Regions from separate parts of the Danio rerio genome. Here region 1 is linked to region 2. A link is a contact called in public Micro-C data. All regions are on one chromosome and are shown on one strand. The core of a region is the stretch at or near the end of the contact, and the rest is flanking DNA. Distances in the headings are between cores, read along the strand shown. Region 1 holds the start of casp2 (caspase 2, apoptosis-related cysteine peptidase). Region 2 holds the start of zyx (zyxin).

Evidence for each region. Hi-C and Micro-C count contacts between places; a contact is called where the count stands out from the background.
Region 1: a Micro-C map of caudal fin shows a contact between it and region 2, with 3 times the contacts expected there. The contact joins the promoter of casp2 here to the promoter of zyx in region 2. A contact is called at or near these places in 3 of 18 Hi-C or Micro-C datasets (caudal fin, hematopoietic stem cells and an unstated tissue).

Annotation. Positions count from the first base shown.
Region 1 is chr16:17,656,024-17,662,460 of GRCz12tu, reverse strand. It overlaps casp2 (caspase 2, apoptosis-related cysteine peptidase), which reads left to right and starts at 4,516. Exons shown (of 10, transcript NM_001042695.1): 1 at 4,516-4,668. The coding sequence starts at 4,516. m6pr (mannose-6-phosphate receptor (cation dependent)) reads left to right here. Exons shown (of 7, transcript NM_213205.1): 5 at 291-421; 6 at 537-663; 7 at 756-1,792. The coding sequence ends at 881.
Region 2 is chr16:17,423,020-17,429,145 of GRCz12tu, reverse strand. It overlaps zyx (zyxin), which reads left to right and starts at 3,574. Exons shown (of 10, transcript NM_001109824.2): 1 at 3,574-3,792.

The sequences.
Region 1 (6,437 bases), core at 3,267-5,766, 230 kb before region 2:
TGAGCAACCCGCAACTGTGAAAAGGCTTTAATGCACAATTGTAATCTATCATGGTACCATGGTTAAATTTACTGAAATCCTGAGAGTGACCTTTTAAAATACTTTTTATAGAAGCAATCTGCATGCCAATGTGCTTAATTGTATACCACTGTGGAATTCAACGATTTGGAGGAGTGTCACAAATTAAAGGGTACAATGCAAAGTACAATAGCTTTTACCCTGGCAGTAAGTGGAATGATCTTATGACTTGAGCATTATTGCTAATTTCTTTGTTGTTGTTTTTTTGTTAGAGTGCATTTTCAGTGGTTATGGAGGAAAATCAGAAGCAAAAAAATTGTTATTACCTGTTTGAGCTGGACACCACTGCAGTCTGTCCTGCAGTCTCATCCAAACTCAGTGCTGGCTCCATAGTCCTAATAGTGTAAGTGCTTTAAAACTCATTAGAGATTGTCACATCATTACAATTATTGCAATAATGTGACAATGTTTTTTGCTCTTAATTTAAATGTAACAATCTTTCTCTTTTCTATTTTAAGTGTAATCTCCTCCCTGACTGTGTATATTATTGGTGGATTCCTCTATCAGCGACTGGTAGTTGGAGCCAAAGGAGTTGAACAATTCCCTAACTTTGCCTTTTGGTCAGAGATTGGCAATTTATCTGCTGTATGTGCGATTACAAATGAACGTCTCACTACTATCTCCTGTTTCACTCATCCACTCTCTTTATAAACCAAGTCTTTTTTTTTTTTTATTAGGATGGGTGTGATTTTGTTTGCCGTTCTCGTGGTAACAGAGAAGAACCACCCACGTATAGAGGAGTGGGTACTGAACCACTTGGGGAAGAGCCAGAGGAAAGAGATGACCATTTACTTCCCATGTGACCACATCATGATAATCAACGAGAAGAGGCTGAACAGTTATTACTATTTTGGAACCAAATAAGAAATATTCAAATGTTGAGCAGGCGTGTTCCTTGTTTATAACAAGTTTTTAGCTTCCCAGTGGCACTTATTCTTTATTTATCCATGTCGATTTGGGCTTGGTTAAATGTATAGGTTTGCTAAATTACTTTCAAAAATCCAAAGAGCCACAATTATTTTTGATAATTTGATTATTTATGACAAGTTGCCATCATCATAAAAGTGCAACACCGCCCATGTTTTCCTGTCACTCATATAGAAAGTAAACAATCTCAATGCTGCTTGACTGTGACAGATGTAGTTTGGTATGAAGTGGTTAATTTCATTAGAATGGTTGAGTTTTATTTGTAGTATGACCCATGTTTGATAAAATGGGAATGATGCTTTTAAGCTTATGGTCTACTAATCAAATTCATTATTATTTTTTTTCTATAATTTTCCAGAAATCAATTAAAAATAACTTAAATGCTTACATTAACATTCCAAATATTTGTTGTGGAATATTGTGTTATGAGGACATGGTGAGGCCTACCTCTTCAGCCTGTTACACTCTTTATAAAATGTTTCTGAATGATGTTATCAATAATAAATTTCTATCATAAATGCTGTTAATAAGTATAATCAAAAGAAAATTGAGCTTCATAACAATTTTGCTACATAACTTATAACAGATATACAGTCTTTGAAATAACAGGAATGAAATGTAAAAGGAATTGTTTTTGTTTAGTTAGTTTTCTGAAGTTTGCCTTGTTGATATTGACAAATGGTTGTGGAATCTGTTTTTATGGTTTTAATTGTTGTGTGTTCCAATGCACTGAAGCTGTCAACTTGATTTTAGGATGATTTGTACATTGTACTATTCTCGAAAAAAACAACAACTTAAATATGTCATTTATGTGGAACTGACACCATGAATGATATTCTTAAATTTGAGGTAAACACAAAAAGCCTTACAACATCAGAAAAAGTTAATAAATATAAGGCTAACCCATACTTGGTGTTTCATAGAAGTTTTAGTTTGAGTACTGTATACAAGTGAGTTAGAGGCTCCTTAAAAGCACTTCCAAAGTATCATACTTTAATTAAAGAGACCATATTATTAGCAGAAAGGTATGCATTTGGCTTTTAATGAGAAACAGGGCTGGGAAAATAGGTGAGTTTTTCTGTTCTTTGCCGTTTTCATTTTTTTTTTTAATTTAGTGTGAAATATATTTTGTGTGCTTTGTTATTAAAAGGAAGTATTATAAATAAACTGTTTGATTACCGATTTGTGTATGTAGTTTGAAGTTTTAACAGTCGAGAGTCCTATAATATTGCTAATTTGCATTATTATTTGTAATTGTAATTACTACACATTTTTAAGATGTGATTTATTAGTAGCAATTTAAAAAAGAATTTTTTTGTTATTGTCAAGAATGTTTGAATACAAACAGTAACATTGGTCACAGAACATAGACTTATTAAAAAAATTCTAAAACTAATGTCAAAATAAATAAATACAAAAGCTATAAAACTGTATGGAAGCCTAAATTCATTAAAACATATGCTATTATTTTACAGACTGCAGCAAGTTTAGTTTAAGGTCAGGGATAAAATAAATTCTAAAAAAATAATAAGTCTTATTCAGAGATTAGTTATGACTTTAAAAGGGCCCTGGAAATGGATTTTTGATATTAATGAATGCTATGCAGCTTTCAATTTCAAATCACATTTTAAAATAAATATGGTCTTTATTATCATAGTCATATGCTGTTTAATTAAATTCACATATCTATATTTTATTTATTTATTGATTATAATTTTTTTATTTATATATTTCCCCACAGTCCAAAGACATGCGCTATAGGTAAATTGAATAAGCTAAGTTGATCATAGTCTGTGAATGAGTATGTATAGGTGTTTCCCAGTGTTGGGTTGTATGAAAGGGCATCCGCTGCGTTAAACAAATGCTTGATAAGTTGGCGGTTCATTCCGCTGTAGTGACCCCTAATTAACAAAGGGCCTAAGCTGAAAAAAATTTATGAATAAATTAGTCGTAGTGTACATGTGAATGCAAGAGTGTATGGGTGTTTCCCAATAATGGTTTGCAGCCGGAAGGGCATCCACTGCATAAAATATGCTGAATAAGTTGCCGGTTCATTCCACTGTGGCGACCCATGTCTAATAAAGGGACTAAGCCGAAAAGTAAATGAACGAATGAATAAATGATGATCCTCAACAGTTTTTATGTTTTGTGATATCTGCCCGTGAGTGTTTGTTCTGAACAGTTAAACTGGCAGCTATTCTGGAAAATCCTTCTTTAGGATCTGTACTTCAGTAGCTTTAGTGGAATAGATTTTATTAGTAACATTTTCAATTTGATCATGCACGACTAGAACATTCTTCTCTCATCAAAACAAATCCCTTGTGATTTTTAAAAATTAATAATTTCTCGTTCTGCTAATTCGAATCCCCTTCACATGGACCTCACATTTGCTCAAATGTAATAATGTAAATACTTTGCTTTCAGATGCAAATATTAAAAGTAATGTTTTATTATTGGGTTCAAAATAAAAAACAACTGCTCAACGATTAAAATCTCAAAATCTGATTTAATGTTAATTTTGAACAATGTGTGATGTTACTCAATTTTCAAGTTTGAAATAACTGGACGAAACAAAACTTCCACATCTTTTGTGGGCGGACGAGGCTGTAATAGGCTGTTTCTCACGTCAATTATTTACACACTCAAAGCCTGTTGGTTGCCTCGATCCTCACCCGCGGAAGTTTGTACAGGGAGAAATCGGCGTTCTGTCAGCTATTTTAAAAATGCGTGTTTCAGTTTAGAATTTTCAGCTTGAAACTTTGTCATTCTGCGTGTAGGCCGAGCGAAGACGAAAGACAAAACTAAATTTAAAAGAATGAATTCAGCGAGGGAAAGAACAAAGCTAATATAAAGTGCTAGCACCTGACAGTTTTCTCGTTGTTAATTTTTAGTTTGCTTATTTTTAAAAATCGCCAGCTTGACAAGCAGACCTGGAAAAGTGCAACAACGACTTAAACTGCAGATTACCAACTACCGTGATTTTATACTTAAATTAGTGCCAGAAGTCTTTAATAATAGTTTTTTTTGTTGTTGTTTTGATTAGCATGCTAAGCTAGTTGGAGTGCGAGCTGCCATTCGTCATTTTGGATTTCCGTCAAATCAGCATCACATCAGCCTACACACATCGTCCCGATTGTGTCATTTACTGTAATCTTCACACGGAGAGGACTGTTACACAACAGGTAAAGTGAATCATGTATTACATTACGTTACTTTGTAACTTGTGGTACTCTGCGTGAAGGCACGTAACGTAGACCACTTCTATGTGCAAATATGCAATCTTGGTGAATGATTTGACATCACGGACGTTACATTACAATACAGTCTTATTATTGTTAGTATTAAAACTGTCACTTCCAGTTTTGCATTTTTGTAGAAACAAAAGTAAATGACAAATAACACAGTATTTTAACTATTATAATCAAACAACTGGTATAATTGTTTTAGTAACTTTTTTTAAAAATGTATTTTATTTTGTTAATAATAAATCAATACAATCAGCAGTTCATCATGTTGGGAGAGTGCGGGATGACAAAATGGGAGAGACTTGCACTCAGGAGGAACTCTGTCAAGATGCTGCAGGATTTAGTGGTGGATGATCTACTGATCCAGTGTCTTCAACAAGATGGGATCCTTACAGACAGCATGGCAGAGAGCATTATGGTATGTGTCGTTCATAAAAACAAGAAAATTGTATTAATAATTACTCACCCTTGTCGTTCAAATCCCTTGTGGCATGTTATATTTGAAACAAAAATTAAGATGTTTTAGATGAAATGCAAGAGTTCAGCTGACTCTACATAAACAGCAAGAACAGAAAAAGACTTAAAAAATGTCAAACATTTCATGTGACCTTAGTGGTTCAATTGTAATCATACAAAGCTTCAAGAAAACAAAAAGCTTTAAAAAAACTTTTGTGTTTTTGGCACAAAAAAGTGTTATTAGAGCTTTGAATGATTAAAGTTGAACCTCTGAACTCGCATGGAATGTTTTCACAGTTTTTGGTTCCTTTTCAGAACTTGCTGGTTATGGAGGTTAAAAGAGCACTCATTACTTCATTACAAGTACGTTTAACATACTGTAAATGAGCATACATGCATACAGTTGAAGTCAGAATTTTTAGTCCTGTTAATATTATTGGCCTTAAAATGCTTAAAAACAATAAAAAATAAAAATTATTTAATTCATATATTCTTTCATTTTCTTTTTGGCTTATTCCCTTTATTAATCTGGGGTCGTCACAGCAGAATTAACCGCCAACTTATCCAGTATATGTTTTAAGCAGTGATGCCCTTAAAGTTGCAACCTATAGAGGACTGCAGTGTTTTATTGCTTACCGGGTTACATAGGCTAAAGCAGGAAAGCGTCCCCACGGTGTTTAACTGGTTCTATGTACTGAAGCCTAGGAGGACACTTGAGCATATAACTCTTAAAGAGATTGTGATGTTGTTTGATGCTAAATTGCTTTTAATTAAACTTACTGAATGATATTAAAGTGATGTGTACACCATCTCTGCATTTTGAAATCTCGGCAACAGCTGGAGGCTGCAGTCTCTTCTTCTCAGTTTATATGGAAAACAGACTATACCGAGGACACGGGTAAATCTTCAAAGGGAACCGTGTACTTTATAAATTCATTCACATCATCCTGGCTACGTTGTTTCACTTTCTCAACAATAAAATGTAAACATGATATAAGGAACTGCCTATTTTCATTTAAATATTAAAAACTAAACAGACAGCAGAAATGTTGAGGCGCCGTGCTGCATATATGAGCGTCATCTTCACTGTGTGGATATTTATAACAAAATGGAGCCGATAACAACTGCCTCCTTTCAATTTCAGTGAAAATACGAAACATACCCTCTATTTTGCTGATTATCAGTTTTAATAATCGATAATGGCCATTATAAAAGTATAACATGCAATAAGTTTATACATTATAGGAAATAAAGGCAAGCGATCAGTCAATATACAGAATGTACGTGCTTACATTAATCATTAACTTATCTTGCGCTCAGCCAAAACACGTTACCTTAGAACAAGTAATAGATTCCAATGACCAAAGTCAGGGAATATGTCGTTAGATAAAGACAACAAGATGAATGAATATCCCGTTTAATAAATATAGTGAGATTAGATCCAGCGGGAGATGCTTGATGAAGTCCGACTAGCAGAGCTCTCATCTGGGTAGATGGGCTGCAGTGCTTGCCAAAGAGTGTTTATGTGGTCACGTGATGTGCGTTTTCAGCGTTTTGGTGTGGACGGAGAGCAGTTCAGAAACACTGGGTCAAACGCGAGTGTGGACGTGGATCGTTTTCATTGTAAAACGCCGTTTCAAAACTAAAAGGTTAATTTTCAATCCCTCCCACTTCACCCTCGGTTTAAGGGCGGTGAAGGGGTAGGTGTACAAAAATATAATTGGGATTGGA
Region 2 (6,126 bases), core at 2,325-4,824:
TGTTCTTGGGCCACTTCTCTTTTCCATCTACACATCATCTCTAGGACCAGTCATCCAGAGACATGGATTCTCCTACCACTGCTATGCTGATGATACCCAGCTATACCTCTCTTTTCATCCTGATGATCCCTCGGTTCCAGCTCGCATCTCAGCCTGCCTGTTGGATATTTCACACTGGATGATAGATCATCATCTTCAGCTAAACCTCACAAAAACGGAAATGCTTGTAGTTTCTGCCAACTCGACTCTACACCATAACTTTTCAATCCAGATGGATGGGGCAACCATTACGGCATCTAAAATGGTGAAAAGCCTTGGAGTAACGATTGATGACCAACTAAACTTCTCTGACCACATTTCTAGAACTGCTCGATCGTGCAGATTCGCACTCTTTAACATCAGAAACCTGCATTCTGTGCATTTCTGGGCATTCTGGGCATTTATGTGAGAGGAGATCATGTGATCCGGAAGTGTACAAAAAGGAGCACCTGATTGTGATGAACATTGTCTGATGAAGAGCCGGGTGGCTCGAAACGTTACATGCTCTGTGTCAGCCTTTTTAATGTAATAAATTTGTACTTTTGGAGCCTTGGTGTTGCCGAATAATATATAAAAATAATTGAACACTCACTTTTTTAGCTGAACTGTTTATTCAATGCCTTGCAAATGACCCCGCTTGCTTCAAATTTAATTGAAACCAGCAGTGGAAAATAATATTTGCAGCAAAACAGAGGTTGACCACGACTATTAAAACTGAGATGACTTTGAATGTTGTTTTTGATCGAGACTCAGGTTTTGAGTTAGACTGATCGTCTCACTGAGCACTGTGTGTTCCTGTCTCTTTTCTTCTGTGTCCTACTATGTGTCTGTCTCTAATAAAACCCCCAACCTCCGTTATCTCTCTCTCTCTCTTTCTCTCTTACCTCCCTCTCTCTCTGGCTGCCTTTCTCAATCACTTACTCACCCACTCTGGCCTTACAAGGAAAGGCAGGCAGGGTTGATGTCATAGAATGAGGAATGCTTAAAGAATCCAAATGGGGCGAGACTGGGGGAGAGACAGAGAGGTGTTTGGTTTGTAATACGCATGACCTGTGCAAAAGACAAACGAGAGAGAACTTGTTTAGACGAAGGGAGGGTGTCAGTCTTTTAAGAGAGACAAGTATTGTAGGGGGAGGGTCCAACAGCTGTGCATCTAAAAGAAAAGTTATCATCGAAAACTGTTTTTCAGGGGCACAGAGAGGGAGATACAAAAAAGGGAGGCTCAGAGAGAAACAAAAAAGGAGAAGGAGACGGGCTTATAGGTAAGTTAAAGCTGCACTTGATTGCTTATTTGGTTTGTAAATTACTTTTTAATGGCTTTTGTGCATAGCAAGTAACACAAACAGCATACTTTCAATAAAGCAGATTAAAACTAGATTTTCTCACTTTTAATTATGCTAACAGTAAATGAACAATTTTAAAGAAAAAAACAATATAATATTATATGAAAAGTAAATTAGGATATTTGCTGATCCAATAAAGCTACTAAAAACCTACCGTTTGTCCAAATAACGGATATATTAATGTACCTTTCAGGCAAAGATGTTGGTCTTTCTAAATTTGTGATTTCTAGAGAATTACGTTTTTACAATGTCTCTAATTCATGGCTGTGTTTAAATTGTAGACAAATGCACAAACAAATAAGCTAATGTGAAGAATGTCAATGGGCAATTGGTACAACACTGCAACTGAAATTGTTCCATATCTTCAGACCTTAACAGAAGGATTTGTCAAACAGGACCCATTTGTTTCTCATTCTACAGGGGTCAGAACAACATCTAAAACAATAACATTAGCCACTTGAATACACCAGAGAGTCCAGTAACAAAGCTGGCCCATACAGTATGCATCCAGTACAATTGATCACAGAAAGATTTCAAAGGCAAATATCAAACAATGTAAAGATGTGGCACACTTTGGTGGCACTTCTTATGGGATCAGTCACATTATGCTATCCGAACTGTGCCCAGGCACGTTTCCAGGTTCATTTGACATGTGTAAGTGCTCGGAATCAGGCTCATGTGAGGTTTAGTTAACCGACCCTGGCTTGGTTGGAAGAGGTGTGCCAGAGCGTGGTTCAGTTGGGCTTTTGTGCAGTATGCATGTAGTTTAAATGCAAAATGCGCCTTAGCCCGAAACTGAAGACACGACATCACTTTTAAAGGGACTGTTTTACATGGATTTATTAATCATTCTTACTTTTCAAAGAACGTGAACTGTCATAGTTTATTAAAAACGCAAACCCCTTGCTGAACATCAGTTGCACCCTCAGCAAATCTCCTAATACCTGCAGCACGAGGACTTTATGATAATTTATGAGAATCAATAGTTGTGGATTTGTTCTGCAAAATATGTGACTTTGTTACTGCATCCTAAACGACTAAAACGAAATAACTAAAGCATATATACTGGGCGAGAGCACTTCTCTTCCTGTTAAGCTGAACAGTTGCATCATTGATAAAGTAAGCATGCTTAGGTTCAGTAGGTAAAGATGCAGTGTAAGGCAGGCTGTCTAAGGAGGGGGAGGCAGGCCAACCTCGCTTTAGCACGGATCGAGGCAATTGTGCCTAGCGGGAGTCCCTTATAGGGACTGTTGCTAGATTATGAAACATGTATGAAATGTGTTGATGTGTTCAAAAACTGTATATGGTCACTCAGCCTTTTCAAACTTTGTTTTTACCCTTAATTTAAGAAACTTGAAAATGGAAGCATTGTAATAATGATATGGCCAGTCCAGAGTCCCTTATGGTGGGTACAGCATATGCCTATTATAAATAATGTCAACATGAATTCAGGTTTAGACAAAAAGCCAAACAAGAAAGAACTTGTTTAGATGGAGGGATGATGTCATTCCAAGAGACATGTAGTGGGAGGGCTGTAAGAAACATGAGTAGAGGAGGTAGAACAGTCCAACAGTTTCATTAAAAACAAAATAGTTTTTTGGTTCACAGAAAGAGAGGTTTACTAAAACACGACAAGGAGACAGGTATAAGTCAAAGCTGATTGCTATATTTTTATTTAATTAGCTACTTTGCCGTGGCTTTTGTGCATAACTACTGAAGTAACAAATTGGCACAAAATCCAAACAGTATACTTATAAATATATATATATATATATATATATATATATATATATATATATATATATATATATATATATATATATATATATATATATGAAAGTATATGAACTATATAGAAAAAACAGAACACCCTATATCTTACAAAATTTTGAAAACCCTGCTATTATAACAGAATTAAAAGAGCAGTTTATAAAGATTATTTCCTATTTTAAATTATGTTTGATGACCAGAATAATTTATTTAACCAATTATGTTTTCTCTTTATAAATAAATAAATTCATTAATTAATCGCAGCAAATTCATACATACATATTGTGCAGATCTCTTTTAACAGTAGTTACCATTGGCTTCAGTTTTTGTCCCACCTCCAGCGGTCATGCGGAATGCGGAAGCGTCAACCGGAAGTGTGTCTAGAGTCGGTACATTAGGAAAAAGTTTATGTGAGCGGAGCAGATTCACTGGTTGACGTCCCCTCTAGAGCTTCCTAGTTTTAACAGCATGGTGCTTAACGCCTATACAGCAATATAAAGTGGTATAAATTAAGAAAGGATATTCACAAAGAAGGATATTTGTCCATAAAAGCCCCGTAAGGGTTGAAATCAGAGGCGGTTTCTGCATTAGACAATCTGTATCTACTGCTTAACAGCATCTTTTACGAAGAAAACGAACAGTAAGTGTCTTTTCCACATCTTTTTTTTTTCTGACGTTTGTTGGTTTTCACACACTGCTATCTGCATTCGCATCAAAACCTCAAACACATTCGGGGTGGTTTGTAACGTTAGAAATCGATTAAGTTAAATAGCACAATTGTAAGTCGTGGTGTTTTGTATTTAAAATGCAAACGCATAGTGTCTTCATTATAGCACTGATATAAGTGAAATAATATGATCTAAAATGTTTATATAAAAGGTGAGGGGTGGGGCGCGTGGGTTAAAATTGTTAATTGTGTAATATTATTCATAGATGTGACGTTAACGTTATATGTAAAGATTCATGAGTGTGTTTGTCATTTAACACAATTGGTTTTCTTTTATTGAATTCAAATATAGAGCTGTATTTCACTGGTTTTCCAGTCAGATGTCCATATAAGGTGAAAGCATCTTGTTTTCCTTTGCTCGCACTGCTGTTATGTCTGATTAAAAACGATCAGGAACAGCGAACTTACACAAGTTTCCGAGTCTAAAGAACAAGACCACAATTACATCATTTCAAAATTTAAAGCGAGGATGGTGTTGTGAATGAACGAATAAGTTTTCTGGGTGGAGTGCCTGTAAGAATGACTATGGGATTTACTGGCCTTTAGGCAACGCAAGTGTGTTTTAGGATTTTCCAGTTTAATAAGCATGTGTGGTGAATGCGTCTATCGTACTCTAATGGGAAATACAGTGAGCTCCAACATTTACTTATGCTGTTTAAATAATTGTTCCCCTTTCAATTATATATATATATATATATATATATATATATATATATATATATATATATATATATATATATATATATATATATATAATTATTATTATTTTTTTTTTTGGAAGGACATTTATGTATTAGCAAATTGGTAGGCAGCAGGTCACATTAGGACAAAAAGTTTGACAACAACACTGTAGTGATTTTTGAACCACTGCTCATGCTTTCTAAACAACTGTTGGTCTTCAAAGTGCTTTCTAAACGTTTTATTGGTCTTCAAAGTGCATCCACATGACCTGTTAACAAATTCTACACAGGAAAATGTTATCTCTTATACCTGTTGTACATGATTGTGGATTGCTATTTAATGTTTGTTTTAAAGTATTAATAATACTTATTATTGTATTAAATGGCTTGTTCATATATAGATAGGTGGTGGAATGTATAGTCAGGTAAAAGTACCATTGATTGCCAAAAAATTTGTGCGAGTAAAATATCTGTTCTGATTACTATTCACTTTACTGAGTAAAAGTCCTTCTAAAGGTACTTAAGAGTAGTAAGTGTGTTACTGTGTTCACAACGAAGGCAGTGTGAGAGGCAAAGTTCGCTCTTGCCGCCCTGACGACAACGCTGTCTTCATAGCTAAGCCGGAGAGAGCTTCAAAATTCACTACATTGAAATGTTCACATATTCTACATTGAATATATCTGAAATGTTCTAAAGCAGCAATACTGTCATTATAGTTAGTGAGATTCCATTTTTTTTTAAGGAGAAAAACGTATATCAATAATCAAAAACAAGCGCTTGGGAACAACTGTGGTCAGAACCAAAATTCACAGGACTGTCTAGGCTTGGGTGGTAGTCAAATTTTGATACTGTCAAACCTCCTCCCTATTTTACCTCGGTATCCGGTATTACTGTGCATATTGTAAAAAATTATTACGAAAGGCTCAGACAGCATCACCAAAATGTTGTCTGGAGCCTAAACCGCGCGTGCTCTCTTGGGATCGATATTGTTAGACCGCGTGCCTTCTCTCAAATTACACCAGAGTTACCGACCGCTTCCGCACTTTATTCGGAAATTTATTCCTGCACCGCAAGAAATCTGGACTGGTCCCGCGATACAGCAGAGGGAATGCAGACCTCTAGTTCGTATTTCCCACGTCTCCCTCGGTCGAAACTGGAAATACTGACAAACTGCAAGTCACTTGGTGCACGACTCACCATCTTACCTCACCTCTCTCTCTCCCCCACATTGTTCCGTGATGACAATCATGCATAAGCATTTGTAGGCATTAAGTAAATAATATTTATTATTTAATAAATGTCTCCTATTTAAGTGCGTTGTTTTTTATGATGGTAAAACGGTATTGAAATTGACACTTATGCTATTTTTAGATCCCGCAGTATGCCATATTACCGTATTACTTCCCAAGCCTACTGTGTTCCCTGGAATTTTCTCAAGTTGTGGGTTATAAAATCAACTTGATTTCAACTCTCCTCGATGTCCACACCAGCGAAGATGAGCCACGTTGCTCTTCGCTGCTTATCGCTCCCATTGAAAATAAATGACTTCTGGGTCCGTTTTTTCAAA